2 separate regions of the Zea mays genome follow, and region 2 is linked to region 1. The links are chromatin contacts, called in public Hi-C maps. All regions are on one chromosome and are shown on one strand. Each heading gives the region's core, a stretch centred on a gene start, on an enhancer-like site or on the middle of the called end of the contact. The rest is flanking DNA. Distances are from core to core; before and after follow the strand shown.

Region 1 (7,678 bases), core at 2,209-4,708:
TTTTTAGGGGGGAATATATTCTATTTTCCACCTTTACAGGGTTGAACTATATAATCTACTCAGATTATATAATCTAACTTATTTTGAACTAAGTGTGAGTTCAAATTAAGTTAGATTATATAATCTAGGCAGATTATAATACTAAACAAACAGGCCCTAAGCCTATGACTAGTAGTTATAAACTGTCCTATTCCGGTTCTTGTCATAGTATTCCTCACAGGAAGGCTCAGCAAAATTGTCATGATCCACTATCTGAGTAATGAATCTCAATTAATGATATCATCTGTAGAAAACCATAAAAAAATTTAGGAATTATCAGAAAATGTGGTCAGATGCTGCTGCTGCTGCTTTGAGTTTTACTTTACAGGAAGCTGCTGTTTTGTTGCATTTTGTAAACGTTAACACAAACAATAAAGGAAGACACTGCAAATGGAAAGATATAAATTGTTTAGTTTCTGATCGTAAACGCATGCTTGACCGCTGAGGCGCATGGTCCTGACGATTCTTCGGGTGGCTAAGGGACATGGACGATGGAGACAAGGCCAAGGCAGTGGAGCAGGTGTCCGCGATGTTGATCCAGCTCGAGGAGGCCCTCACGGCGTGAGCAAGGGGAAATCAGCATTTCTCCTTTGACGACAACCATCGGATTCTTAGACATCTTCCTCCGATCCTACGGAGTGGAGCGGATTGGATTCCCGAGCTCATGTGTGGGTGGCGGTTGTGGGAGCACTGCAGCCAGTTGCATATCCAGGATGAGATTGTATAAAGCAGAGAGAAAGGGAATGGGTGGGTGGAGTCACGCTAGGATGTGAAGAGACTGTAGTAATGGGCGGGGGGCGTAATGGCATGGCGCCATCACAGGGCACGAACTGGACGAAGATATCGAGGGGGAGATGGAATAGACCAAACTCGGGTTTGAGTGGTATCAGGTTTCTATAAGGCCATATCGCTCTACGGCGTGATGTGTTTACTGTGGATGCGAAACAAACACAATCTAACATTATCAAGTGCCACTGTAATAAAATACTGTTACAAAAGATCCAACCAAACACTATCGAAAAGCATTCCAAAGCCTCCAACAGTTGGTTACCAACCAGGAAAGTAATTTGAAGCTCTCCAATCCAGTAAATAGCAGTGTTGATATGCTGCTGCTTCATGAAGGATACAAAAATGTGTATTGCAAATGTGAAGCAGCGATTAACTGGACTGGACATGAGGCATCCCTTTGCCCATATAAAAGACCATGGCTGCAGGGGCAGACCTAGAATTTTATCATGGGGTTTTGCCGCACAAAAGTTTCCATTTGCAATTTAGTAAAAAAAATGTTTGCCAATTCGGTGAAATTCGTTTGCAAAACTCACGTGAGATGATAAATTGTTTCATAAAAAAAATTACATGGTATTATTTTTCTAATACTGATGCTGGGTGCACCGTGAACCAGACTCTAATCTAGTGACGAATGATCTGGAGAATCTCCCTGAACCCTGATACACAAATAATCTCCCTTGTTTCTGTGGTTTGATGACTGATGACTTCACTTGTCTCTTATTCTGATAAATGTGATTGTTTTATCCTTGTCCTGTGGCAGTGCACGAGCATCTTCTGCGTACCAGCGATGATTTTGTATGGCAAGTCGATGCGATGTCCCATGGGCGTTTTACGATTGATGTTGAGTTTCTAGACCTGAGGATAGCCACGAACAATGCAAGTATCCATTCCAGCTTCGTCCTTTTTTTTAAATCCAATTCAGACAAACGTGATTCATGCGACATTCAGTAGTCCTCATTTTTAGTGCTAATCGTTTTGACAGCAGTTAATGACTTGGGAGATTCCTCACTCTTGCTGTTAGCTAATGATATGCTAATGCTGCCCAGTGTGCTGCTAACTGTTGTTATAGGCTACGGAATCGTCATCGGTGTGGCCAAACGAAGGCATGGTGCAGAAGATCGCGAGCAAGAGCGCCCTGGGCTGCCTGTCGCGCATGCTGGCGGACTCCATCCACGCGGACGTGACCATCAACACGACGGACGGGGTGCTGAAGGCGCACAAGGCGGTGCTGGCGGCGTGCTCCCCCGTGTTCAAGAGCATGTTCGTGCACGACCTGAGGGAGAAGGAGTCGTCGACGGTGGACATCGGCGACATGTGCGTGGAGTCGTGCTCGGCGCTGCTGGGCTTCGTGTACGGGACGATCGAGCAGGGACAGTTCTGGAAGCACCGGCTGCCGCTGCTGGCGGCGGCGGACAAGTACGGGATCGGCGACATCAAGGACTGCTGCGAGGAGAGCCTGCTGGAGGACATAGGCTCGGGCAACGTGCTGGAGCGGCTCCACGTGGCGTGGCTGTACCGGCTGGAGCGGCTGAAGAAAGGGTGCCTCACCTACCTGTTCGTGTTCGGGAAGATCTATGACGTGAGGGACGAGATGCACGGCTTCTTCCACCACGCGGACCGCGAGCTCATGCACGACATGTTCCAGGAGGTGCTCAGCGTGTGGAAGCCCATGTGAATGGAAGTGTCCCTTTCCACGCGAGCTGTGTGTGTGTGTGTGTGTCGTGCTTGTTCAGTCAGCAGTGTGTGGAGAGCATGCTGGTTATGCATATTTGAAACGAAAAGGATGCTCAGAATTTGAATGGAAGCTAAATTATACATGATGAGACAGACAGTGAGGTAGTCAATCCAGATGTGTTCAAGTCTAATAGATCTTGTGTGGGTACGAATGGAAGCAGCCAACTTGGGCTTGAATGCTCCCTAGTTGGCTGAGAAATGTTGACATTGTTTGTTCTAGATGAGGGTTACCTGGCCTGGGAAATGTTGTAGCTAGGCTAGATGTTGAATTGGTAGCAAGGTATGTATGTATATTGAATTTGTCGTGTGTCATGGACAGTGGGCGTTTGCTGATGATGACAGGCAGCAGGAGAAGACGGAGTTGTGATTTGAATTGGCAATGGTAACAAATCCTACCAACACTAGCAACGACTTGTAGCCAACCAACCTCCCAACACGTTGTTGTTGGTCACTGATGACAAAAGATGGCTTTGGCTGGCACCCGTGCAGACGGAGAACAAAACATGCGACGTGCCGTGCTGTCCTTCCGCCTCCGGCTAGTTTTATGCGGCCGCCATGTTAAATCTCTCCTTCCTTTTGTTTTAAATCAGCGAGTTTTTTCGCCTTCCTTTTGTTTTAAATCTCTCCTGGGAAAAAGAAAATAAAAATATGGTTCCCAAATTAGCCCTTGATTAGTAAGGTCAATCAACGGATAGTTTTATGCGGCCGCCATGTTAATAACTGTTAGTAAATAGTGTATCTAAAGTTTTATTCTACTCTCTTTTATTTTTCATAGAACTCTCTTATATCTCTTTATTAAATTACATCTCATAAGAATGGTGTAGCTGTGCTGTTGCAATAAAAAAAAGGTTGTAGGCCGAGTCCTCTGTCCTCCTCAGTCCTCACCAAACCACCACGAGAGCGCTTCGCCGCTTCCTCCTGCTCGTCCTCCTCGGCCCTCGCCGTTGCCGTCCATCCCAATCAATCAATGGCGCCTGCCCGTCTCCTGCCACGGCTGCCGCTCTTCTGGGCCGCCCTGCTCTTGTTGCCGTTTGCGCACCCGGCAGCGGCGGCGCAGGTGGGCGACGCGTGCTCCTCCTCCTCCGGCGGCGGCTGCGGCTCCGGCCTGCACTGCAGCCCCTGCGGCGCCGGCGGGGGCAGCATCTGCACGCGCGCCAGCCCCGTGGACCCGGCCACCCACGGCACGGGCCTCCCCTTCAACAACTACTCGTGGCTCACCACCCACAACTCCTACGCCCTCGCCGGCGCCGCCTCCGCCACCGGCTCCGCGCTCATCACCGAGACCAACCAGGAGGACGCCGTCACCGCGCAGCTCAAGGTAACCCAACCAGTTCCCGTTTCATCCATTCATTTGCCGCCCGGCCTCTCCACTGCTGAGGCCAGCTCAGGTCGTCTAACCGCTTCCGCCTTCCGCTCCGACGCCGGCGCCGCTGGGAATGGAAACTGCATCGAGCTCACTTGTTCTTCTTATCTCTCTTTTTAACTACCACATAGATAGCATCACCTTCTGTATCGTCTTCACTACAACACATGTCCAGCAAAATCTAGGAGTACCAAACCAAACAAAAAAAAACATAGGTGAAGAAAAGCCTGCGCCGTTCTCTTCCAGATCGAACTCAGGCTCTTCCTAACAGTCAAGGAAAAACTGGACCTTTCTGCTCTGCTTCCGTTGGACTGCTCATGGAATGGAACATAGTAGGACATTCCATCCCCACTCCACCCCGTGACCAAAAGCACGCACAGCACACTGTTTCCACCTTTTGCCTTCAATTTGTCTATCGGACGGAGGAATATTACCATCGCAAGTCCACAGCACACAAAAGTAACTCCATGCTTTGGTTCAATTCATCAGCACATACACGCCCAAGCCCCCTTTTTTCCACAGCTAGAATCATGGCAGATGTCTTCCCCACGGACCTGTGCCACCAACCGATAGCTAAAGTTTCACTCTGAAAAAAAAGGCATGAACATCTAGCACAGATTGACAGTGTTACTGCACAATAATGTGCATGTGCCTAGCTATTCCACCAGTTACTTTATGCAGACTGATTAGCGCCTTTTGTTTATCCGCATTCATATGGTTGTACCTCTCTGCCCATGGCCACTATTATGCCACCATGGATTGTTGTAGGAAAGAACGAATCATGTGCCCCCATGCGGGCTGGTACTTATTCCTCTTTAATTTAAACAAGCTCTACCTAACTCATGAAACATGGGTGGCACTCGCTGTATTCTTCAGTAGAGAAAGCGTATGGGTTGTTGGTTTGATTGCTTCAAGTTGTTAAGCACAGAGATCTTGTCCAGTTCAGGCATCGGTTGCTTCCTTCTTAAGAAAATGAAGGGGCCACACTTATCTCACCTGCCATGTCATACACACTGCCCCTTTTTATCTTTCCAAATGGTGTCATCTGGAACTTGAGCTCAAATTGACTCCAATGTTCAGTTGGTGGTCAACAGATGAGTTGGTTTGTTGCTCACCACTACTATCGTTTCGTGCTCATCTGCCAGAGTTTTGCCTAACCAAACCGTTTGTTGTGCATAAGATGCTAACCATGGGACCTGTACCTGGTTATGTGCAGAACGGTGTTAGGGGCCTGATGCTCGACACGTACGACTTCGACAACGATGTCTGGTTGTGCCACTCGTTCCAAGGAAAATGCTACAACTTCACTGCCTTCGTAAGATTGTCAGCTATACATACATCTCTCCACTCTCCTGAAAAAAAAAAGAAGTTCACTTGAGGTGTAACTCTAATCTTGAGTTTTTTTTTCCTACCCTGTTATCCACTCAGCAACCTGCCATCAATGTGTTCAAAGAGATCCAGACATTCCTCGACGCGAACCCGTCGCAAGTGGTCACGATCTTCCTAGAAGACTACACCGCGGTAGGGTCCTTGCCGAGAGTGTTCAACGCCTCCGGCCTCACGAAGTACTGGTTCCCGGTGGCAAAGATGCCGAAGAGCGGCGGCGACTGGCCTCTGCTCAAGGACATGATCAGCCAGAACCAGCGCCTGCTAGTCTTCACCTCAAAGAGAGCCAAGGAGGCGAGCGAGGGGATCGCGTATGAGTGGAACTACGTCGTGGAGAACCAATGTATGTAGGTTTGTGTACATGATTTTTTAGTTCCCTTTTCCTTGACGCTCTTGCTGATCAGGTTTTCTTTGTCCACCACACAGACGGAGATGAGGGCATGGTAGCAGGCAAATGCCCCAACCGCGCAGAGTCTCCGGCCATGGATTCCAAAGGCCAGTCGCTTGTCCTGATGAACTTCTTCACGACTAACCCGAGCCAGACCGGTGCCTGCGGGAACAATTCGGCGCCACTCGACAGCATGCTGAAGACGTGCCATGACGCTTCAGGCAACCGGTGGCCGAACTACATCGCTGTTGATTTTTACATGGTACGCGAAGATCATGTAGTAGCTTTGTTGAGAAGTCTGAAACTGTTTTGTCAGGGCCAGGCTTCATTCTGCCATTGTTAAGGATCATGTAGTAGCTTTGTTAAGAAGTCTGACATCTTATAAATCTTAATGACGCAGAGAAGTGACGGTGGAGGAGCTCCCTTGGCTACGGACATTGCGAACGGTCATATGGTGTGCGGATGCGACAACATCGCGTATTGCAAGGTATAGCTCTGTCTGAATTCATTTCATTTCATTTCTCTGAACAGCAACATGATGTCACACAAATTCGACGTTATTTGCTTACTCTGGTGGCAAATGAGGAGCAGGCGAATTCGACATTCGGGACCTGCGTGATACCCCCACCGCCGCCGCCGTCACCGCCCAAGGCATCCACCCCCGGCAGCAGAGGCTCAACAGCAGGCGGCGATGCTAGCGCTGGAACGATGGCCCTGTCCTCGCAATGGAGCTTCTTGCTGGGACTGGCTTCTCTGCTTCTTTTGTCGCGCTCGTGAGAGCCGAGCGGCATTGGTGACTGGTTTTGCTGCTCTTGCTACATGCTCTGCGAGCTGATAGGAGCATCGTCCCATGAGATGAGCTGAGGCTGAGCTGAACTGAGCTGTATATTTGGGTTTACTGCGCAACGTAGTTAGTTGGATACGGGAATCAGTTAAATTCATCATTCATTTTTATTGATTGGCGTCGTTATCGTGAATGTTCTAATAAGTTCCTTAAAAAAATGTCTCATGGCCCTACTGTCAGTGACGTAGCCATGTGAACCGGGAGAGAGAAATTACAGCGTGTTTATCTTGTTCGAAGTGCTTTCAGGTCCGGACTATCGATTTTTTTTTTCTATTGTCTCCTTTAGCTCGGCATCGCTGCAGTGCATAGGCTTATCTCAGAACCACGGCAGTTTTAGCTCGGTATACCCAAAAGCATGAAATTGTTACTAAGTGTTTTTGAAGAACTTTCAGTCTAAAGATAAATTTCCATAAAAACAAAATTATTTGCTATGGAGCCGCAAAAGATTTTAAAAATCAGTATGCTGAACTCTTTGGATGCAATTTTAAATATTTGGGTATACCGATGCATCATAGGAAACTCCGAAATAGTGAATAGAGGGTCATAGAAGAAAGGTTCGAGAAAAAATTAGCCTCCTGAAAAGCAAAACACCTTTCTTATGGAGGTAGATTAGTCCTTTTAAATTCGGTGCTTAGCAGTCTTCCCATGTTTATGATGTCTGTTTTTGAGATCCCTAAAGAGATTTTAAAAAAACTAGATCGATATAGATCTAGATTTTTTTTGGCAAGAAAACAAAGATAAGGAAAAAATATATACTTTCTAAATGAAACATTTTTTGTCGACCCAAAGACCAAGGAGGTCTAAGAATTGCAGATTTGGCAATAAAAATATAAGTTTGTTAAGCAAATGAATCTTCATCTTGCTTAACGGAGATGGGCCATGGCAATATTTGCTTAGAAATAAATATCTAACCACTAAAACCCTCTCTCAGGCGAAACCAAATGATTCTCACTTTTGGAATGGTCTTTTAAAAGTTAAGAAAAAAGTTCTTGATTGTGGCACATTAAATATTAAGGATGGTCGCAAATAAGGTTATGGGAAGATAAATGGTAGGCAGGCAGCCTTTCAAAGAACAATATCCATGTCCCTATAACATCACACACTATCCACATGAAACAGTTGTGAATGTTACGAG
Region 2 (7,678 bases), core at 2,726-5,225, 500 kb before region 1:
GATAAAATGCGTCGATATGGTCTGAAAATGAATCCACGTAAATGTGCTTTTGGAGTATCAGCTGGTAAGTTCTTAGGATTCATCATTCATGAACATGGTATAGAGATAGACCCTAACCGAATTAAATCCATTCGGAATGTGGGACCTTCGACCTGTAAGCTTGAAGTGCAGAAGTTCCTCGGCAAGGTAAATTATTTACGGAGGTTTTCTAACCTAGCCGGGAAAATTGATGCCTTCACTCCTATCCTTCGGCTTAAAAATGATGCCGAATTCACCTGGGGGCAGAACAACAAGAAGCGTTTGATCTCATTAGAAAGTATTTGTCTTCGGCTCCCGTGTTAAAAGCGCCACAGGCAGGAGTACCGTTCAGATTATACATTACAGCTAAAGATAAAGTTATTGGAGCTATTCTGACGCAAGAGACCAAAGGAAAGGAGCATGTGGTAGCCTACCTAAGTCAGAGGCTGGTGGATGCTGAAACGAGGTACACTTTCATCGAGAAGTTATGCTTATGCTTGTTTTATGCATGCACCAAGTGTAGATGTTATTTGTTGTCTACTCATTGCATCGTTTCCGGTCAAACCAATGTGATCAAATACATGTTCCAAAACCCGATTATGAGTGGTAGAATTGGTAAATGGGCTTATACACTTATAGAATATGACTTGACCTATGAACCATTGAAATCTATGAAAGGCCAGGTCGTAGCAGATTTTATTGTAGAATATCGGATCAATGATACTCAAACTAGACATATCATACCTCACTGTTACTCTCTGGACTTTATATTTTGTTGGATCAGTTTGCACTGAAGGACAAGAAATTGGCATCGTGCTTGTTTCACCAAGTAATGTCTCTTTCGACCTCTAGCCGACTGAAAAGTGAAAACTCATTGCACTAACAATCAAGCCGAATATGAGGCCCTTTTGTTTGGCTTGGAACTTTTAAATTTTATGAGAGTAAAACATGTGAAGGCATTTGGTGATTCTCAGCTAGTTGTCCAACAGGTATTAGAAGAGTATCAATGTTTTGATGGTACTTTAAACAATTACCTTGAAGAATGTTGGGGGCATAATTCATTCTTTTGACGAATTCAACATTCGACACATCTCTAGAGTTGAGAATCACAGAACTAACAATTTGGCACAAGATGCATCAGGTTATCGGATAAAACGAGGGAAATTTCACAACACCTAAAATCTGATAACCAGTACAGGGCCAATTCCCCAAGTCGCATACCGTCCAGGTGAGGGTTCCGGTCCGTTCGAGGCTGCCAGGAAGGTTCTCCTGATTGATTCGGCTGGTAATGAAGCTGATGCAAGCGATTGGAGGACACCCATAATTATCTACAAAATCCCAGTGTTAGGACGGATAGGAACGTTCGGCGTACAACTTTTAAGTATATTTTAATAAGTGATGAACTCTACCGCCGAACAGGCAACGATGTCCTACTTAAATGCTTGGGCCCAGGTGATGCTATATTAGACATGGCCGAAGTACATGAAGGGATTTATGGTACCCATCAATCGGCTTCAAAGATGAAGTTGTTATTGCGAAGGTCTGGCTTCTATTGGCCTAACATGGTAGCTGATTGTTTCAAGTACTACAAAGGATGCCAAGTATGTCAAAACATCGACGACTTACAGTTGGTCCCTGCAGCCGAATTACATCCTATCATTAAGCCTTGGCCTTTCAAGGATGGGGATTGGACTTTATAGGAGAGATTCATCCTTCATCATCAAAAGGGCATCAGTTCGTGTTAGTTGCCACTGACTACTTTACCAAATGGACTGAAGCCGTTGCTCTAAAGAACATGACACACATAGAGGTAATTGAGTTCATAACTGAGCATATTATTCATAGATTCGGCATTCCCCAGACTTTGACTATAGACCAGGGGGCTTATTTTATGTCAAAGGAGGTACGTGAGTTTGCTGAATTTATAGAATTAAGTTACTCAATTCATCTTCGTATTATGGCCAGGGCAATGGACAGGCCGAGTCTAGTAATAGGACATTGATTAGCCTGATAAAAAAAGAAGATATCTGATAATCCTAAGTAGTTGCATAAACTTTGTCCGAAGCTTTATGAGCTCATAGAATATCTAAACACAGTGCTACTAAAGTATCTCCGTTTGAGCTTGTCTATGGGCAGGAAGCAGTGTTACCTGCAGAGATAAGTTTAAATGTTGTCAGGTTCGCCAAGCAAAATGATCTGACTGTCGGTGATTATTATAATTCAATGATGGACAATATTGATGAAGTGACCGACAAGAGAGTGACGCCCTTAGGAGAAATAGAAAAGGACAAGGTCATGGTCGCCAAAGCTTACAACAAGAAGGTCAAGGCTAAATCGTTCCAGGTAAGGGACCTGGTATGGAAGACTATCTTGCCTCTAAGGAGCAAAGACCGGAAGTTTGGGAAGTGGTCGCCAAGCTGGAAAGGCCCTTACAGAGTCACACAGGTGATGTCCGGTAACGCCTACTAATTGCAAATATTACAAGGCAAAGATTTGCCTAAGGCGTTAAACGGGCGTTTCCTCAAGCAGTACCATCCTAATATGTGGCAAGAAGTCTAAGAAAACCGATGTGATCACATCGAGTTAGTTGCTTTTGGTTCGCTCAGCTCCGCCAAAGGGCAGGGGGCATATGTTGGAGAGCAAAAATGACCGTGCGGACGGTCCGCGCGCGCAGAGTCAGTTAGGGTTCCGAGTTTCTTGCTACAGTTATTGGCTAGATTCGCGGAATTGACTCGAGAAATTTGTTTGTAATGGGTCCAGCCCCCTCCTCTATAAATACAGAGGAATACGGCTGATTAATCATCAACAATCAAATCAATAATCAGTTTATCTCTCGTTTTTACCTTAGGCATTAGGAGTAGTTCTAGTTTAGTTCTAGTTTAGCCTCTCAATCCCCAAATTCTTCGCTTCTCTTCGGCTCTACGTCGATTAGAGGTGTCTAGGTCAGCCTGCTGACCCTAGATAACACATAGAATCTCTCCTCCCCGACGGGGTCCCTCCCGGGAGCGAGATTCAGGCGCCGTCGACGAACTCGGCCGCACCTGCGCACGCGCGGATCGTCCGGCCTATAGGCTCGGACCGTCCGGCCCGTCAGGCAGGGAACCCTAGCCCTGCTCCAGTTCGCGGACCGTCCGGTCCCTAGCCACGGACCGTCCACGCCTGTGCAGAGCACCGCCGCCGGTTCTCAATGCAGTGATTAGCGCCCGGATCGGCGCCAACACATTCGATCCTTGAAGTCCTCTACACGTCTTGCCATGAAGTATAGAGCTTGTATGGATGAATCCGAATGATACTTGTTGGGATATTAAGTTTTTGGTCTTTTTTATTATGAATAATTAGGATATAAAATATGTCATGCAAACCTATGTTTTTGTTTTTAGCATTAAGGTTGTTGTTTTTGTTTTTAGCATTAAGCTTGTTAAAATTCATAACAGGTGAACCTTAAATTTGTTCTATAATTTGTCAAATGAAAAATACAAAATTCGGATACGGATACAGATTTGAATTCGGATGATTTTTTACTTTTTATACAGGGAGCAAATAATGCACAAAAGCTTTATTTTTATTTTTTATAATGTGCTTAACAACATAACTAAAAATTATAATAAATTCTTTATAATATATATTTAAAATAATAAATTTGTCCCACATTTTCGATGTTTAGGATAAATACCCGCCCACAAAGGAACGGAGTGGGAGTAAAACTTCGTTCGAGAAAAAGACGGAACGGAACAGGATTTATCGCCGCGTACTCCGACGTCCCAATCTATGGCAGGCCACCTGTGAACCGACCCACGCGCAGGCATAGCAGCAGGAAAAGGAGGCACGCAGACGCGGAGAGAGAGAGAGAGACGCCCGCGCTGCTGCCGCCGTCTCAATCTCAACGTCCCACGGCCAGTAGTGAGGAGCAGATCCTAAATCACCATCCATCGCTGAACCGAAAGCAAACCCCACCACAACAACACCACCGCTCGCCTGCTCTCACCGACCAGCGCCGCGCCACTCCTCCGCCGGATCTCCAGCATGCAGCCCTCCTCCTCGTCCTCCTCCGCTCACCCGCCCGACCATCCCAACTCCAAGCCCCCGGCCCCGCCGGCCCCCGCCATGGGCTACCCCGCCCCCAACGGGAACCCCAGCGCCTACTTCGCCGCCGCGCCGCCCGCCGCCGCCGCCGCCAACGGCTCCGCTCCGGCGACCTTCGGCGTCGCGTACCCCTACCCCGCCCCTCCTCACCACCATCACCCGCCGCCGCACCACCACTACCCGTATCCCCCGCCCCCGCCGACGCACCACCACTACGCGGCCCACCCGCCGCCGCCGCCCACCTGCCTGCGCCGCCTCCTCGCCGCCGTCGTTGGCGCCTTCCTTCTCCTCGGCGCCGCCACCTTCATAGTCTGGCTCCTCCTCCGCCCGCGCGCCCCGGCCTTCTCCCTCACCTCCCTGGCCCTCTCCCGCGTCGCTTACTCCCCCGCCAACTCCTCACTCTCCGCCTCCTTCGACGCTGCCCTCCTCGCCGCCAACCCCAACGCCAAGCTCTCCGTCGCCTACTTCTCACCCCTCGCATCCGTCTCCTTCGCGCCCTCCTCCCCGCTCGCCGTCGCCTCGCTCGCGCCCTTCGGCCAGGGCCCCGGCAACACCACCACGATCGCCTTCCGCCTCGTCGTAGAGGATGCCTACGTCGGGCCCGACGACGCCGCAGCGCTCAAGACCGGCGCCGGGGGCGCTGTCGACGTCGAGGTCAGGCTCATGGCCGTCGCCGTCTTCGACAGAGGTGGCTGGCGCACGCGCCGGAGGGTCATGAGGGTTATGTGCGATGGCGTCAAGGTGGTTTTCCGCGGGAAGAATTCCACTGAGGCGGCCTTCGATGGGCCGCCAAGAAGGTGCGATGTCGTGTTGTGAAGGTTAGTAGTCATGGTGATTTTACACTCCGATCATGCATTTCTATTTTTCTATCGATGCCTTAATCTTACTTCGCATTCCAGGACAGTGTAGTTTTTGTGTGGACCCTGTGTGTTATGTCTGATCCTAATGAGGCGTGCAAAATACATAGCCTTCGATTGTATTATATTTAGATGTCCTTGTTCTTGTGCACAACCTCTTCGTTTTCCTGAAACCAGATAGGAAACGATAATGTGGGATTGTCAATGGCGGTGCCATGTTGCAGTCAAATGACAAAGGCAGTGTCATTGGTGCTATAAACAAAAAAAGTAGTATAAAAGCCAAATATGTTTGACTAACCCTGTGGGTTCACTAGTTTTGTATGCTAAGCAACAGAAAGTGTGGTAAACCTAGTTTTATTAAATGTGAATGTTTTTTTTTTAATTTTGTGGAATCGTTTCATGCCATGCAGTCAAATAAAAGCAAAAGACCACACAACGCCAGGTCAGCAACAGGCTCATACCAATACGCCAAGTCGCCAAGTGCCTAGTTGTGAGTAGGCATTTGGCAGTTTGGCTCGTAGCACCTAGGTAGAGTGAATCTTGAAGTGGTGCCTGATTCACTTATGTACCAACTTTGTTTGCCAACTCATTATTATCTTTCTTTTTCTTATTTGCAAAGCATGCAGTGAACCATCAAAACTGTATTGGATATTGGCTGATGGAAGTTTTCTGTTACATAAAAAGTGTTGCCTCCGTTTTGGTTTCAAGTCGCTAGCATTTGTCTTCCATTCATGACCTTGTTTGTTCAATTGGATTTGAGCAAAGTGGAAATGTTTTCTTTTGTGAATCAATGTTGGTGATGTGTTGGTTTCAAGTGTCAACAGAAGTATGAGACTATGAGTACAATACTGTGAATAGAGAAAAATATATCAAATGACCCAGCAGATGCTTCACTGACCTGGGTTCACTATTCCATAAGCTACAGAGAACCCAACAAATCTATAACTATTCCAATCTATTATTACCTGAATACCTGGCGAACCTTTGAATTGAAAGATTTAAGGTTGTTTTAAATTCAAACTATTAATTTATTTTTTATAGAATCTGTTAGGTGTTCATTCATGCATGGTGAACTGAGCACAAAAGATCATTGCAGCCAGAGGTTAGGAATTAGGATTTTCTGTTTTCTTCCATGTATGGTTGGCCCTACCAGATTTTTTGTATATGACATGCAATGGTTAAAAAAGCATCAAACGCTACGTTGGTGACAGAGTTGATCAGGTGGGATGATGACTCCTATCGCGCACACGGGCAATTTTTGTAGCAATTCATATGAACTGGCAATAGTTCTGGCTGTATCACTTAGGCATCAGTTGTGTTTGCTAAGAAAATTTAAATCCCCTTCTTCGTACCTTTAGAAAATGCTTATTGAGAAATTTCAGCCAGATGAATATAAGGCATACTCCCTCAGTTCCAAACTTAGTTCAACTTGCGGATTCCAGGCAATGTAGTTTTTTGTGTGGACCATAGGACTAGCATATATGTGGTGATAGTAAGTGTGATTCTGATGTGGCGTGCAAAATACGTAGCCTTTGCTTGTTTTCTATTTGTCTTTGTTCATGTGCACCACTTCATTTGAAAGTAGATAGGAAATACTAACATGGTATTTTCATTGGCGGTGGCATGTTGGAGTCAAATGTCAATGAGGCAGTGTCAATGTGTCATTATGGTGCTAGAAACAGAGAAAATGTATTAAAGAGGCCAACAGATGTTTGACTAAGCCTGGGTTCACTAGTTTCCTATGTTAAGCAATAGAAAACCTGGCAAACTTGCAAGTAGTTCTATTAAACAGTTCTTTTAGAGTTTGGTTTCATAAATCCATTTCCCATGGAATGCAGAGTCAAATTAAAGCAAAATAATGCACAATGCCATGTTAACGACATGTTGATGTCAGGTGCCTAGCCGTGATTAGGCATTTGGCAGCTTGGTCCTTAGCGCCTAGGAAAGATATTTTAACGACACAGTTAATTTGAACTAATATAGGTGGTGCTTGATTCACTTTTGTACCAACTTTGTTTGCCACTCCATAGTATGTCTTTTTCTTATTTATAAAGTGTGCCACTACCCATCAAAATTGTGTTTGTTGGCTAATGGAGGTTTTGGTTACATCACCTCAGTTTGGGTTTCAAGGAGCTAGCGGTTGGCTTCCATTTCATGTCCTTGTTTGTTCAAGCTATTTGTTCAATTGGTTATGAGGGCAGATCTAGTGCTAGAGGCTCCCACATGAAGACCCGTAACCTAGTGATTCATTGAGACAGCTCTCACCACTGCACCGGGCCTGCCCTTCATGAAATGTTTTCTTTTGTGAATCAATGTTGGTGTCAAGTGTCTTATGCGTATAATACTGTGAATAGAGAAAAATATAGTAACGAACCCAACAGATGCTTGACTGACCTGGCTTCACTATTCCCTTATATTAGGCGTTCTAACTTCCAACCTATTAATACCTGGCAAACCTTTGAATTGGAAAGTGTTTTAGATTGTATTATTTTTCTTTTTTCACCTTTTAGAATATGGCATGTATGGTGAGCACAAAAGATCATTGCAGCACCAAGGATGGGATTGGGTCATGGTTCTGTATTCTTTCATGTTGTGGTTGGCCTTATCACTTATCAGATTTGTTTATATGGCATGGAATGATCTAAAAAGCATCAAGTGCTACTTTGGTGACAGAGTTGATCAGCTAGGATGATGGCTCCTATTGCCAACACAGGCAATTT

Evidence for each region. A called contact is a pair of places that touch in the nucleus more often than the background predicts.
Region 2: a Hi-C map of endosperm shows a contact between it and region 1, with 1.7 times the contacts expected there. The contact joins the promoter of LOC100274830 here to the promoter of LOC100272437 in region 1. A contact is called at or near these places in 5 of 25 Hi-C or Micro-C datasets (bundle sheath, ear, endosperm and 2 more).

What each region holds. Positions count from the first base shown.
Region 1 is chr4:201,895,120-201,902,797 of Zm-B73-REFERENCE-NAM-5.0, reverse strand. LOC100272437 (MAP3K-like protein kinase) reads left to right here and starts at 3,458. Exons shown (of 6, transcript NM_001146911.1): 1 at 3,458-3,880; 2 at 5,142-5,240; 3 at 5,354-5,654; 4 at 5,738-5,961; 5 at 6,100-6,186; 6 at 6,291-6,787. The coding sequence starts at 3,530. The coding sequence ends at 6,476. LOC100217158 reads left to right here. Exons shown (of 4, transcript NM_001143523.1): 3 at 1,589-1,704; 4 at 1,898-2,933. The coding sequence ends at 2,503.
Region 2 is chr4:202,390,839-202,398,516 of Zm-B73-REFERENCE-NAM-5.0, reverse strand. LOC100274830 reads left to right here and starts at 3,975. Exons shown (of 2, transcript NM_001149098.2): 1 at 3,975-4,919. The coding sequence starts at 4,042. The coding sequence ends at 4,917.